Linked DNA regions of Sus scrofa: region 2 is linked to region 1. The links are chromatin contacts, called in public Hi-C maps. All regions are on one chromosome and are shown on one strand. Each heading gives the region's core, a stretch centred on a gene start, on an enhancer-like site or on the middle of the called end of the contact. The rest is flanking DNA. Distances are from core to core; before and after follow the strand shown. Region 1 has its middle 68 kb from the start of C7. Region 2 overlaps C6 (complement component 6).

Region 1 (5,495 bases), core at 2,877-5,376:
CTGTCATGTCTATTGGCGTGAAATATTTTTCCCCACCCTTTCACTTTCAATCTATATGTATCTTTTGTCCTAGGGTGAGTTTCTTGTAGGAAGCATATTGAAGGTTTTTGCCTTTTTATCCACTCAGCCACTCTGTGTCTTTTGATTGGGGCATTCAGCCCATTGACATTTAAGGTGATAATTGATAGATGATTATTTATTGCCATTTTGAACCTCGTGTTCCAGTCGATTCTATGGTTCTCCATTCTTCCTTTCTTTTTTTGGTTGGATGGTCTCCTGTTATTATCTGCTTGAGTGTATTTTTTTTTCATTTTTTTTGCAAATGCAATATTTGGTTTTGGCTTGTGGTTGTGAAAACCCAAGAGGCTCCTCCCCGGGGCAGCCTCAGAAAAACCATCCGAGAATTAGGCAGATCTATTCATAGCCTGGCTAGGCTTGTTCTAGGTTTTCTGGGCTGCAGACCTTTTCTCGGGGGCTGGTGGTGTTTGGTGCTGCTCTGCAGGGGTGTAGCCCCTCCAAAGGGCAAGCAGGCCTGTGCAGGGACAACCCCTGCGGTGGTAGGCTTCAGGCAATTGTTGAGGCCAGCCCTCCTGGATGGCAGGCAGCCCCAGGTCCTGCGAGTGCGTAGGGGGTGGCTGGGGTGGGGGGAGGGGATGCACTGGGAAGCACAGCTTTCTGCTAGCTAGCGGGCCTGTAACCTTGCTGTGGCGTGGGGAGTATTCTATGGGGACCCACCCCTTCTTCTCTCCCCTCCCCAGCATGGGCGCAGACCAGGCTCTTCTCCCAAGTTCTCTCTGATGCGGCTTTCCACTTCCCCGCCCCTAGAGTATTGCTCCCTTCCTCTGCGACAGCTTTGTTTTCTAGTCTCCAGGCAGTCTCTGCCCCGTCAAACTTGACAGACTGGTTTCTAGACCTCCCAAGCAGTCTCCGCTCCGCCCTGACCCCCCAGCCCTTTCCCAGGGACTAACCTTCAGAGCGGAGGACTCGGTGCCCAGCCCCCACCCAGGCGTCTCAATTTTTGGTGACTGTGCCCGTAGTTCAGATGGTCCGTTTGGTTTTTGATCGGCTTTTCAGTACTCCAACTTACTGCTACACTCTTCTCTGCATCTGGAGATTCCTCCGGTTCGTTTGATCTTTCCCCTGAGTAGGTGACTTTCCAGGGTTCGGGATCCCTTTCTCCTCCGCAGTTCCCTTTCGGGAGCGCCCGTCCTGCTCGGATTCACCTTCTCTCAGTCTCCTCTTTTCTCCCGTTCTGCCCAGTAATGTCACCAACTTCTTGCCGTTATTGGAGTTTAGGTTCCTCTGCCAGCGATTGGTTGCTGTTCTGTGCGAGTCATTTATTCTGTAGATGTGCTTTTTTTGTTGTGTTTGTGGGAGAGGGCGAGCGTGTCCCCCTACTCCTCCGCCGTCTTGTCCTCCCCTGGTAGATCATCAGGTATTTTCTGTAATAGCAAGATGGAATTTTCTCATCAAAGGAAAGCTGCCATACATCCTCAGGATAAAGTGATTAACATGAAAGTGTCAGGATTGGTGCATTATTGTTGGTCCGTATGCAACCCAAGTGTGCACCATGACCGTAGTGAATAAAGGACCCCAGTTGAACTCTAAGTCCAGAAACTCTCTTCTGCACAGATTCTGAGTACCGGGTAGGGACTTCTGAAGTCCGGATAAGCTCACTCATCGGAGGATTGTGGCCCCATAGGATTACATAGTTTGGTAAGATGATAAGGAAATTTCCAAAGAATCTTAAGTCTCTTAAAAATGCAGTAATTGGTTTTTGTTTACCATGAACATGGTGCACAGATTCATTAAATGTGAGAGGAAGTTACCTTGAATGAGATCTGGTCCCCAAGCCTCCTCTAGACTGGTAAGGGTAGGGACTTAAATTTTGTGGTTCTGTGCCCCTGTTACTCAGGACGCTGACTGTATATATTTATAAGATGGCCATTTTACTTTTCCATTGTCACATAGCTGGTTAGCAGAAGACCTAATCTGGAAAAGGCTCTTCTGCCTCCCGGGGTGGTTCTCATTCTGTTTCACTCTTGTGCTGGCCCTTTACAGTCCTGTAGACTCATGACTATTGTGTTTGAGTTGTGTCTTGCCAGGCAGGGGCAGGTTCAAAGCACTGTGTGGAAGCATTCTCTTGCTACACTCCTTGTGCCCTTCCTGGTTGTAGGGGTAGCCAGATGTGATGACATACCCTTCATGGGAGACAGGGATGTCTCCACATGCTGCCCCCATACCACTTAGCCCTTGGGAATTTCACTGAGGCAGAGGCTCTCAGTTTAGTCAGAGCAGCTGCTATTTCTTGCTCACTAGGTCCTATAAGCACATCATTGGTACAAGTAGTTGATGTGACATTTTGCAGAAGAGAAAGATGATCAAGTTTCTGATGAACTAAGTTATGCCATAAATCCTGCTTGAGCATACTGTTGCATATGATCCTTTAAATACACTGTTGAATTTGATTTGCTAATATTTTGCTGAGGACTTTTGCATCTATGTTCATCAGGGATTTTTCTTATAATCTGATTGGAATCAGGGTACAGATAAATTTCAACTACTCCCTACTTTCTCAGAAGAATTGAAAAAGTTCTGGTTAACTTGTCCTTCAGCAATTCTCCAAGTTCCTTATTTTTAAAATAGAGCCTCTTTTTGACCACTGTGCGGTTGAGGTGTTAGGGCATTGGTTAATTTAATCTGCAGACATCCTTGTCTGGTTTTGGTGTTAGGATAATGCAAGCCTCATAAAAGGAGTTTGGAAGTACTCTTTCCTCTTCTATTTTTCAGAAGCATTTGAGAAGGATTGGTATTGATTCTACTCTAAAGGTTTGGTAGAATTCACCAGTGAAGCCACCTGGTCCTAGAGTTTTGTTTGTTGGAAGGTTTTGGATTACTGATTCAATTTCCTTGCCAATAAGTGACCTTGACATTTCTTTTTATAATAGTTCTTTAGCCCAAAAGTCTATCACTTACTGTCTGACTTCCCAGCTTATATACTATGTTAATTACATGATATAATACTAATTTATTATTTTACTACCTTTGTAAAAAAATTTTTTTTAATTCTTTTTTTTTTTTTTTTAGGGCTGCACCTGTGGCGTATGGAGGTGCCCAGGCCAGAGGGTCGAATCAGAGCTACAGCTGCTGGCCTGCGCCACAGTCACATTGGATCTAAGCTGCATCTGTGACCTACACTACAACTCACAGCAATGCTGGATCCCCGACCCACTGAGTGAGGCCAGGGATCGAACCTACATCCTCATGGATACAAGTCAGATTTGTTACTGCCGAGCCACAGTGGGAACTCCCTATTTCACTACTTTGATCAAAACCTTCTTTTGATTACCCAGTGTCTTTCAGATAAAGTGTAACTTGTTATTCAATATTTGGCCCTTTGCTCTTTAGCAATCTTTACTTCAAAATAACACCTTTCTGCTATGGTCACGGGGCTCCATTCTATCTTCTATAGAAAGTTACAGGCTAGAAAATGGCCTCAAAAGCCTGACTACCCCCATTCAGAGGCCTGGCACGTTCTCACTATTCCAGCTTTAAGCAGAGCCTCTAAGGGTTGGATGTGGGGTCATTAATAATTTTCTTATAATTCGATTGGAATCAGGGTAAAGATAAATTTCAACTACTCCCTACTTTCTCAGAAAAATTGAAAAAGTTCTGGTTAACCTGTCCTTCAGCAATTCTCCAAGTTTCTTATTTTTAAAATAGAGCCTCTTTTTGACCACTGTGTGGTTGAGGTGTTAGGGCATTGGTTAATTTAATCTGCAGGATTTACCTCAGAATAGTTGGAGGAAATGGTAGGTAAGGTAGAAGGACTTCTTATCTTGTGTTTTGCAGTGGCTCCCAAATTGAAAAAGAAGCTCTTGGACACATATATTTAGAAAACTGTGTTCTCCAAATTTATCTTGCTTTCAGGTAACTACATAATTCAATAAATAAAATCCGGGACAGTGTGTCCAGAAGGAATACAAATAAGTGAATGTGTTTGGTGGAGAAATAAAGTTTGGCAAAGAGGGGTAAGAAGCAAAGGCCATTTCTTAGGTCATGACTTTGATGATTTATATCCATACACAGATACACACACACACAGACACACATACGAACATTTTTGTGATGAAATCCCACTGTCCTTCCCTCATGTTGCTCCTGACTCTACCCATGTTTTCTATTGTCTCAGTTTTGAGGATATCTGCAATAAATTAGAAAGAAAGATTCCAAGGAATAATAATTCCCAGACAGCAGCTGTAGAAAATGTCAGAAATCTTCTGTCAGGGACATAGACCAAAGCTCCCAGTTAACTCACAGGCGGCTACCATGTCTGCCATGTCTGACTGACTCGAATTTTCTAGCTCTGTACCTGGTAATGGTGGCGTTGGGGATGAAATCAAGTAATTGCAAAAACACCGTTAGCAAATCTTGGCTATAGTCTTGAAGTCTCTTGAGGGCTCCAGAAGAAGTGCCTAGGCTTATATTTTATCTCTTAAAACTATGGTGGTGCAGGGACAATCCCGACTGAGTAATTCGCCCCATCCCCACCCCCAGCATTCCCCCCCTCCTCCCAGGTTTCTTTCTCTGGAGGCCTATTTCTTTTTTTCCCATCTGTGTTTTTCTTTTCCTCTTTTCTGGTAAAACTGCCTTCTTAGCAGGGTCAGCCAAGCTAAACGTTTCTGATTTACCAGCAGAACACTGCCTCTCATTGTTGGGTTAAAGGGCAGAGCGCTGGATTGCAAAATAATGTGATTCAGAGTGCTTCAAAGTAGCACTGGTCCATTAAGCATTCAGTGAACATTAAGGACTCTCTATCCTAAAGTAAACATAAGTTGAAAAATGATTACATGTGCAAAAGATAGTGAGGCAAACAACAGGAGTAAGATGAAAACACAAACCTGTAATTTCTCCAATAGTACTTGACCATACATTTCCTCTGTGACTCTGTTTCCCTGAGACCCCCGAGAAGTTTTCTCTCCTGAGTAACATATATGTGTTTGAACCATGAAGACGAACCACAGGGGTCGGGGGCGGTGGGCATAGGAGGACTGACAGGAAAGAGAGGCACCAAGGGGGGCCGGAGGCCATTCTCTGAGAGTGAACAGTAGTATTTGGGAGGGATTAATAGACATAGTTATTGAGGAGACTGAATAGATCTAAATTGCTCCTATCACACAGCCTGACTGTGGCTTATTCTTACTATGTTAGAGCAAGTAAGAGGCTTCGGTGGGGAACAGCAGTGAGTAAGAGGCCGCCAGAGCAGGAGTTCCAGCTGCTGAGCTGGGGTCTTCAGATTAAGGGGATGCCTTATCTCCATCCTCCTGAGAAAGGCAGCAACATTCATCAGGGCCACCAGGTTTGATCCCTGCACTTGCTCAGTGGGTTAAGGATCTGCGTTGCTATGAGCTATGGTGTAGTTCGCAGATGCAGCCTGGATCTGATGTTGCTGTGGCTGTGGTGTAGGCCGTGGGCTACAGCTCCAATTCAACCCC
Region 2 (6,194 bases), core at 3,332-5,831, 160 kb after region 1:
AAGCAATAAAAGCCTATAGAAGAAAACAATTTGCTTTCTGGCCAAAAGTTGAAGGGAGAATTCTTTACCATGAGAATAGGAGAGTACAAGAGATTACTTTTATTAGTTTTATTTAATACTTCCAACTAAGGCTTAGCTCTTTTGTTTTCACTGACTTCCCTTATATTTCCTCAAGTTTTTAAAGATATCGTCTCAGTCTAATAAATTTAGAATCTCTTGCTAAACCTCCAGTGTCCTCGTGACCCAAAATAGGAGCATTAGAATTTCTGAGCTCTATTCAAAGATTGGGAAATGGTAGAAATCACCTGGGTTTTGATGTCTAGAATGAATCCTGTTCCTCCATTAGTTGTTAAACTTGGACAGGCTATTTAATCTTGCTAAGGCTCAGTTTCCCGGTTGGGCAAGTAGAACCAGATGGTAATGCAGTATTGACCTTCTGCTTTTAAATTGTACTGACCTACCCATGCATCACATAGTCCACCTGAGAGAAAGTTTTGGGTGCCCTAGCCATGTTCACCTCACCACCTACTTCCCTATTTTTTCACCCCATTGTTTTTTATTGCCCTCTTTTTTTCTGTATTTGCCTGACTCCTTTCCTTCTGCTCTGTCTCCATTGATGGCTCAGGGCTTGCCTCTCATGCTTAAAAACTGGTTTTGCTTCTTGAGTATTTTCACTTTCAATACATTCCCAAGCATACTTTTCTGATACCCTTTTCTCCATTGTCAGTGGGGTTTTTTGGCTGAGGTTTTCTTCCAGGGAAAGGAAAAGAAGGAAATGGTTTCTGCACATTGATAAGAGAATGATGTTGAAGCACTCTCATTGAATCAACTCTAATTAGGAAACTTTAGGACAGAACCTCAAATCAGTTTGTAGTCATCCAACATATAGATGTGGAGACAATGCATTTCTGAGTGCATACCCACCCTTTCCAGATCTAGCCCCAAGAATGCACCCTGGCACCTCCCAGCATGGCTGGCTTCCTACCATTTTGCCCTGATCACTCCAGAGCCGTCAGAGGCTACATGAGAATTAAAATAAATTATGTTTATGAAGTACTCATAACTTTATCTGCTACCAACTGAATGTGAAAATGTTAAATTCTTTCATTCCCTAGGAGTGAGGATTGTAGTCACATGTTACGTGAGTATGGCAGCCAAGTGTCAGGGACAGGCTGGTGGGAGGAGTAAGAGGTTGATGAGGAAGGTGGACAGTGGTGGGTCTCATTGCTTCATTGCTGTTTCAGCTCATTAGTTCTGAGATGGTTTGACTCCCCCAAAGATAAGACGATGTTACATACCCAGCGCCCATCAACTGTACACTAGGGATGGGATTATACTTCCGTGAGCATACTGCTTTTGTTCTCCCACAATTCCTCTCATCGAATTGTCTCCACAATCATTTTCTCCATTGCATTCCAACTTGCTGGCAATGCAGCGACCTAGTCAAGAAATGTAACATTAACAACAAATGGTCATTTAAGAAGGTATTTATTGATTTGAAGCATGAGTACTTTAAATTTCAAGGGAAGGTTGAGGGCAAGTTTTCATTATTTGTGATAAAAATTTAGGAAATATGGAAATGGAATGACAAACTGATATTTTCCTTAATTTTTTAGGATTATAAGAGTCACAATAGAACTACTTAGTCACTCTTGAACTGATAGTCTTAAGTAAAAAAAATAATTCTAGAATCGCTTTCCCATTACAGTGAGTTTGCCATAGAAGTCATGTTCTGATGGAGAAAATTAACAATAGGTTCAGAATTTTGTTTTGATTCAGGATAACAGACTCGAGATCACAGTTTTTATTAAAAAAAAAAATTTCTCACACATACCCATCTACTGGTACACATACCAACATGGATGAGTATCTAAAATGTTATGTTAGGTGAAGAAGCCAACACGGAAGATCATGTCATTTAAGTCCTTTATTTGATGTTCAAGAACAAGGAGAGGGATTAAATGGAAAGGGGAAAGAGACAATTTTGGGGTTCATGGAGATTTTCTGTACCTTGATTGGGATTATTTCCATGGGTGTATACATCTGTCAAAATCAAATTGCATACTTACTATCTGTGTATTTTACCATATATACTTATTTTACTATGCATAATTACTACATATTTTATTATAGATATTCACTATATAGGGTTATTGTTAGTAATTGTTTTATTGCATATCATTTTCTATATCTAATTATTTTTGGACAAATTAAATGCCTAGGTACTACAGTATTATGTAGCAGTTTGAATGAATTTAGAAAATAGTACCAATTCCATGTACTGGTATAATTCCCCTTCTTTTTAAACTTGTTGAATTTCATAAGGATCCTTGGAATGAGTGTGCACCTATTCATTACAGAAATTGAAATGCTTTATGTACAATGACAGATAGCCCCTCTGCCTCTTCCTACAATCAGGGATGTTGGTATCTGTACTATTATGTGCAGCTCTCTTTGACAGTGATGAAATGTTTTACTCAGGATTATCTGGTTAACTGTTTTAAATTGTGAGGAACATTTCACTATAGCTACGCATGACTTTTTTTTTTTTTTTTTGGCCATACCTGTGGCATGCAGAATTTCCTGGGTCAGGAATAGAAACTTTAGCAGTAACCAAAGCCATAGCAGTGACAATGCTGGACCCTTAACCCTCTGAGCCATCACAGAACCCCTTTGCATGGCTATTTTGAATAGTTGAAATACTGAGGAAATTGGATATTCTATTGAATTAATTTTTTTTTTTTACTAATAGAGAGTTCCCTAGCAAGCACTTAGTTTCAACTTTTTTGGTTAATAACCTTAGTAAGAAGGTAGAATATAATAAAAGTAATTAAGTACTCCTTTGATTATTCAAAATCTTGCATTGCATCAGGATGATTACTACAAAGAATTATAGTTATAAGAATTAAATATGTCCTGTACCAAAGAATGAATGGGAAAAGGTGAAGGAAAATTTGCATAGTACCGGATTTGTGGAAGTCAGCATGCTTTAGTTAGTGTATATATAATAGTAATTCTAGAATCCCTTTCCCATTACAGTGAGTTTGCTGTAGAAGTCATGTTCTGATGGAGAAAATTAATGTATATATACACACACACACATATATTTTATGTGTGTATATACATGGACATATTTTATTATATATATGTACATATATATACATATAATATGCATGTGTATATATACACACATATATACTATACATATATATACTTACACATGGAAATATATAACCATTTAGAAATTGTGCATATTTTTCCTATTTACTTGAACTGATTTGTTCAAGTAAATAATATACCACAGTGGTATATTATTTTTATAACCAGTTGCAAATTCTCATCTTAATGCTTAAGATTAGGACTTTGAGGGAGGAGTTGGCATAATGTGTAGGGGTTAGCATCACGGCTACTTCCCAAAGAACTATGCATATATTAAAATGATAGATTTAATTTGGGGGGACTCTGAACAGAAATCATGAGAAAGGAAAGAAAAGGTAGTTTTTTTGTTCATTGAGGACCTAATATCATCTTGAGTCAAACAAATAATGGTCCACCCACCCTTTTATTCCCTTTGAGAGTGGCATTAGTGATGTTTCTAAGACAGAATCTTCAGGGGAATATTTAACAACCAATAGGCCATGGCACCACCCAGTCAGAATGGATGCCAGCCATATTTGTGCCAGGGGTTAGCTAGTTAGTGGCTAGATCCTGGGAAGATCTAGGGATTCCTGGTGAAGAGATCTGGATGATAGGGCAGAGGTCACTAAGACAGCTCAGGGTAGCAGCTACCTAACAACCATTACAGATACATTTCAACAGTTCAATTTTTACCACTAGCTATGGACATAGTGCTGATGGACTAGAGATCAGCGTGCCCACACCACTAACTTTCATGAAATTCTCATCATGATGGTAGCCCATGGATGTATCAAAAGCCTTCTCAAGCTTATGGATGTTTTTGGCATAAACGAACTCTTTTGTAATGAATTTCATATAATCTATTGAATAAAAGAATTCTTCCTGATAATCTATTCAAAAACTACCCTTCAAGCTTCAAATAGTTGTGCTTCAGTTCTGAATTTTTATTTTCATATTCTGATCTAAAGCTTAGATCTGAACTCCCTCAGCCATTACCATCAAGATTTTTCTCATATTCACTCTTTGTCAATACGTGATATACCTTATTTATGTAGATGTAATACATTTCTCTCTCCTAATGCCTCACCCTCATATCTCAGGTTTGGGGTGTGTCAGAGAAAAAACCCTGACACCAGCATTCAGTCTGACATCCAGAAAAGTTTGGCAAAGCTGAAGTCAAGGAGCAAGGAGTAAAAAAACCTTAGATCCAAGTCTGGGGTGAGTTTTCTTTAGGAATTTGAAATCTTCTCTCTAGTTCTAAATACTTTTCAGGGTATTTCAGAGTACACAGAAACGATGTGGATTTTATTCATCTGAACTCTAATTTTAACTTTAAATTGAGTATTTACATAAGAAATCAGTGAACTATGGCCCAAGGACTAAAACTGACCTGACACCTGCTGTTGTAAATAGAATTCAATTGGCACACAGCCACGCTCATTTGTTTATATACTGTCTATGGCAGCTTTGAAAGTATGAAGCCAGAGCTGAGTAGGTGCTACATAGACCGTATGGCCTGCAAAGCCTAAAATAGTCACCATCTGGACCTTTACTGAAAAAGTTTGCAGAAGTCTGATCTATCCCGTTCACAGTGCTCAGCTTTGGAGCGCTATTAATTAGCAAGAGAATACATAGTTTAAGTGGTATATTCAAGATTTGACTGTAATCTAATGATACTTAAATATCAGAGGTTATGCACTTGAATGAGAATTGGACTTGAAGGGAAAATTGCCATAGTTAAATCATTCTTAACCTCCTCTCTTGGGATTACTTTTGGAGCCGTTCAATGGAATGCGCCAGAAAATTTGTCACGTCTCTAGTCCTCCCTTTGACAAACTATCATACTGTTAATATTCTTATCTTAATAAACTATATTAAAATCTTTTAAATCTGTCACTCTTTTTCAATTGCTTATGACGATTTTGGATTTGTACTTTTTTTTTTTTTTTTTTTTGTCTTTTTAGGGCCACCGAGACATATACAGGTTCCCAGGCTAGGGGTCTAATGGGAGCTGTAGCCACTGGCCTATGCCAGAGCCACAGCAACACCAGATCTAAGCCGCATCTGTGACCTACACCACAGCTCACGGCAATGCCAGATCCTTAACCCGCTGAGCAAGGCCAGGGATTGAACCCACAACCTCATGGCTCCTAGTTGGATTTGTTTCTGCTGCACCACGACAGGAACTCCAGATTTGTGCTTATTAATTGCCAATTTTTAAAAGTATCTGCCCCTTCCTCCTTCACCTTTTCCTTCCTCCTGCTTTATAACAGTGTAGGAGCTGGGCATCAGTACTTGATGAGCAAATGAATCAGGTAAGTGGTCAAGATGATTAGAGCTTGAAAGCTGTAATTTTACATATGAATAGTGTATAATTGGTCACATAACAACCCTGTCTCCCCATGCTTAAAATATGGTGGGACCTCTCTATTGTGGTTTTCACTGGGAGTCAGTTGGAATAACATTAGTCATTTTTAGTGGAGACCAGAACATCTTCCAAAAGTCCCTTACCACTGTCACAGCGGAATTTATTCTTGCAGTCAACCTCTTCAATTTTGCAGAGTTTAGATGGAATACATGGTCGAAAGGTCATGAGTGGCTCAGTACATGGTTGTCCTCCAAACTGATTGGGGTGCAAGATGGACCTAACCTTAAACTGAAAGGAGAGAAAGGTGAGTAATTGAGGCTGGGTCAAAGCCAAGAATTATCTAAGAAAGCAGAGCTTCTTCATCACAGTAGTCATTTTTCCTATGGTGGTGTTTCCTAAATTGACTGACTAATCATGTTTTCCAGTTCAGTTATGGTATGTCCTTAGGACGTCAATACATTTTGGGTCTCACTTTTCCACCCTATAACATGAGGAAGTGGGACAAAAGATTTCTAAAGCTTATAATTCTGAAGTCATACAATTCTAAATCAAATTGAAATAAAAAAGGCACAAATATTTACTGATCTGTCCTGAGTGCAATAAATATTCCAGGGAGTAACAGAAGCCCTTTTATTTCCCAAAGATAGTGTGAAGTGATAAATGCGAAAGGATTTGGGGGCTTTTTTGA

What was found. A called contact is a pair of places that touch in the nucleus more often than the background predicts.
Region 2: a contact with region 1 is called in a Hi-C map of liver, with 2.7 times the contacts expected there. The contact joins two enhancer-like sites. A contact is called at or near these places in 5 of 47 Hi-C or Micro-C datasets (alveolar macrophages, heart right ventricle, liver and 1 more).

What each region holds. Positions count from the first base shown.
Region 1 is chr16:25,912,270-25,917,764 of Sscrofa11.1, forward strand. No RefSeq gene overlaps it. Among named protein-coding and RNA genes, the nearest start is that of C7, 68 kb to the left of the region's middle. Within about 2 kb of position 4,127, at least 13 of the 83 cell types and tissues checked have an H3K27ac peak or open chromatin away from gene starts, as enhancers often do. A contact at or near this core is called in liver, where this site is marked.
Region 2 is chr16:26,074,855-26,081,048 of Sscrofa11.1, forward strand. It overlaps C6 (complement component 6), which reads right to left. Exons shown (of 24, transcript NM_001097449.1): 5 at 5,650-5,794; 6 at 1,383-1,439; 7 at 1,299-1,380. Among named protein-coding and RNA genes, the nearest start is that of C6, 12 kb to the right of the region's middle. Within about 2 kb of position 4,582, at least 5 of the 83 cell types and tissues checked have an H3K27ac peak or open chromatin away from gene starts, as enhancers often do. A contact at or near this core is called in liver, where this site is marked.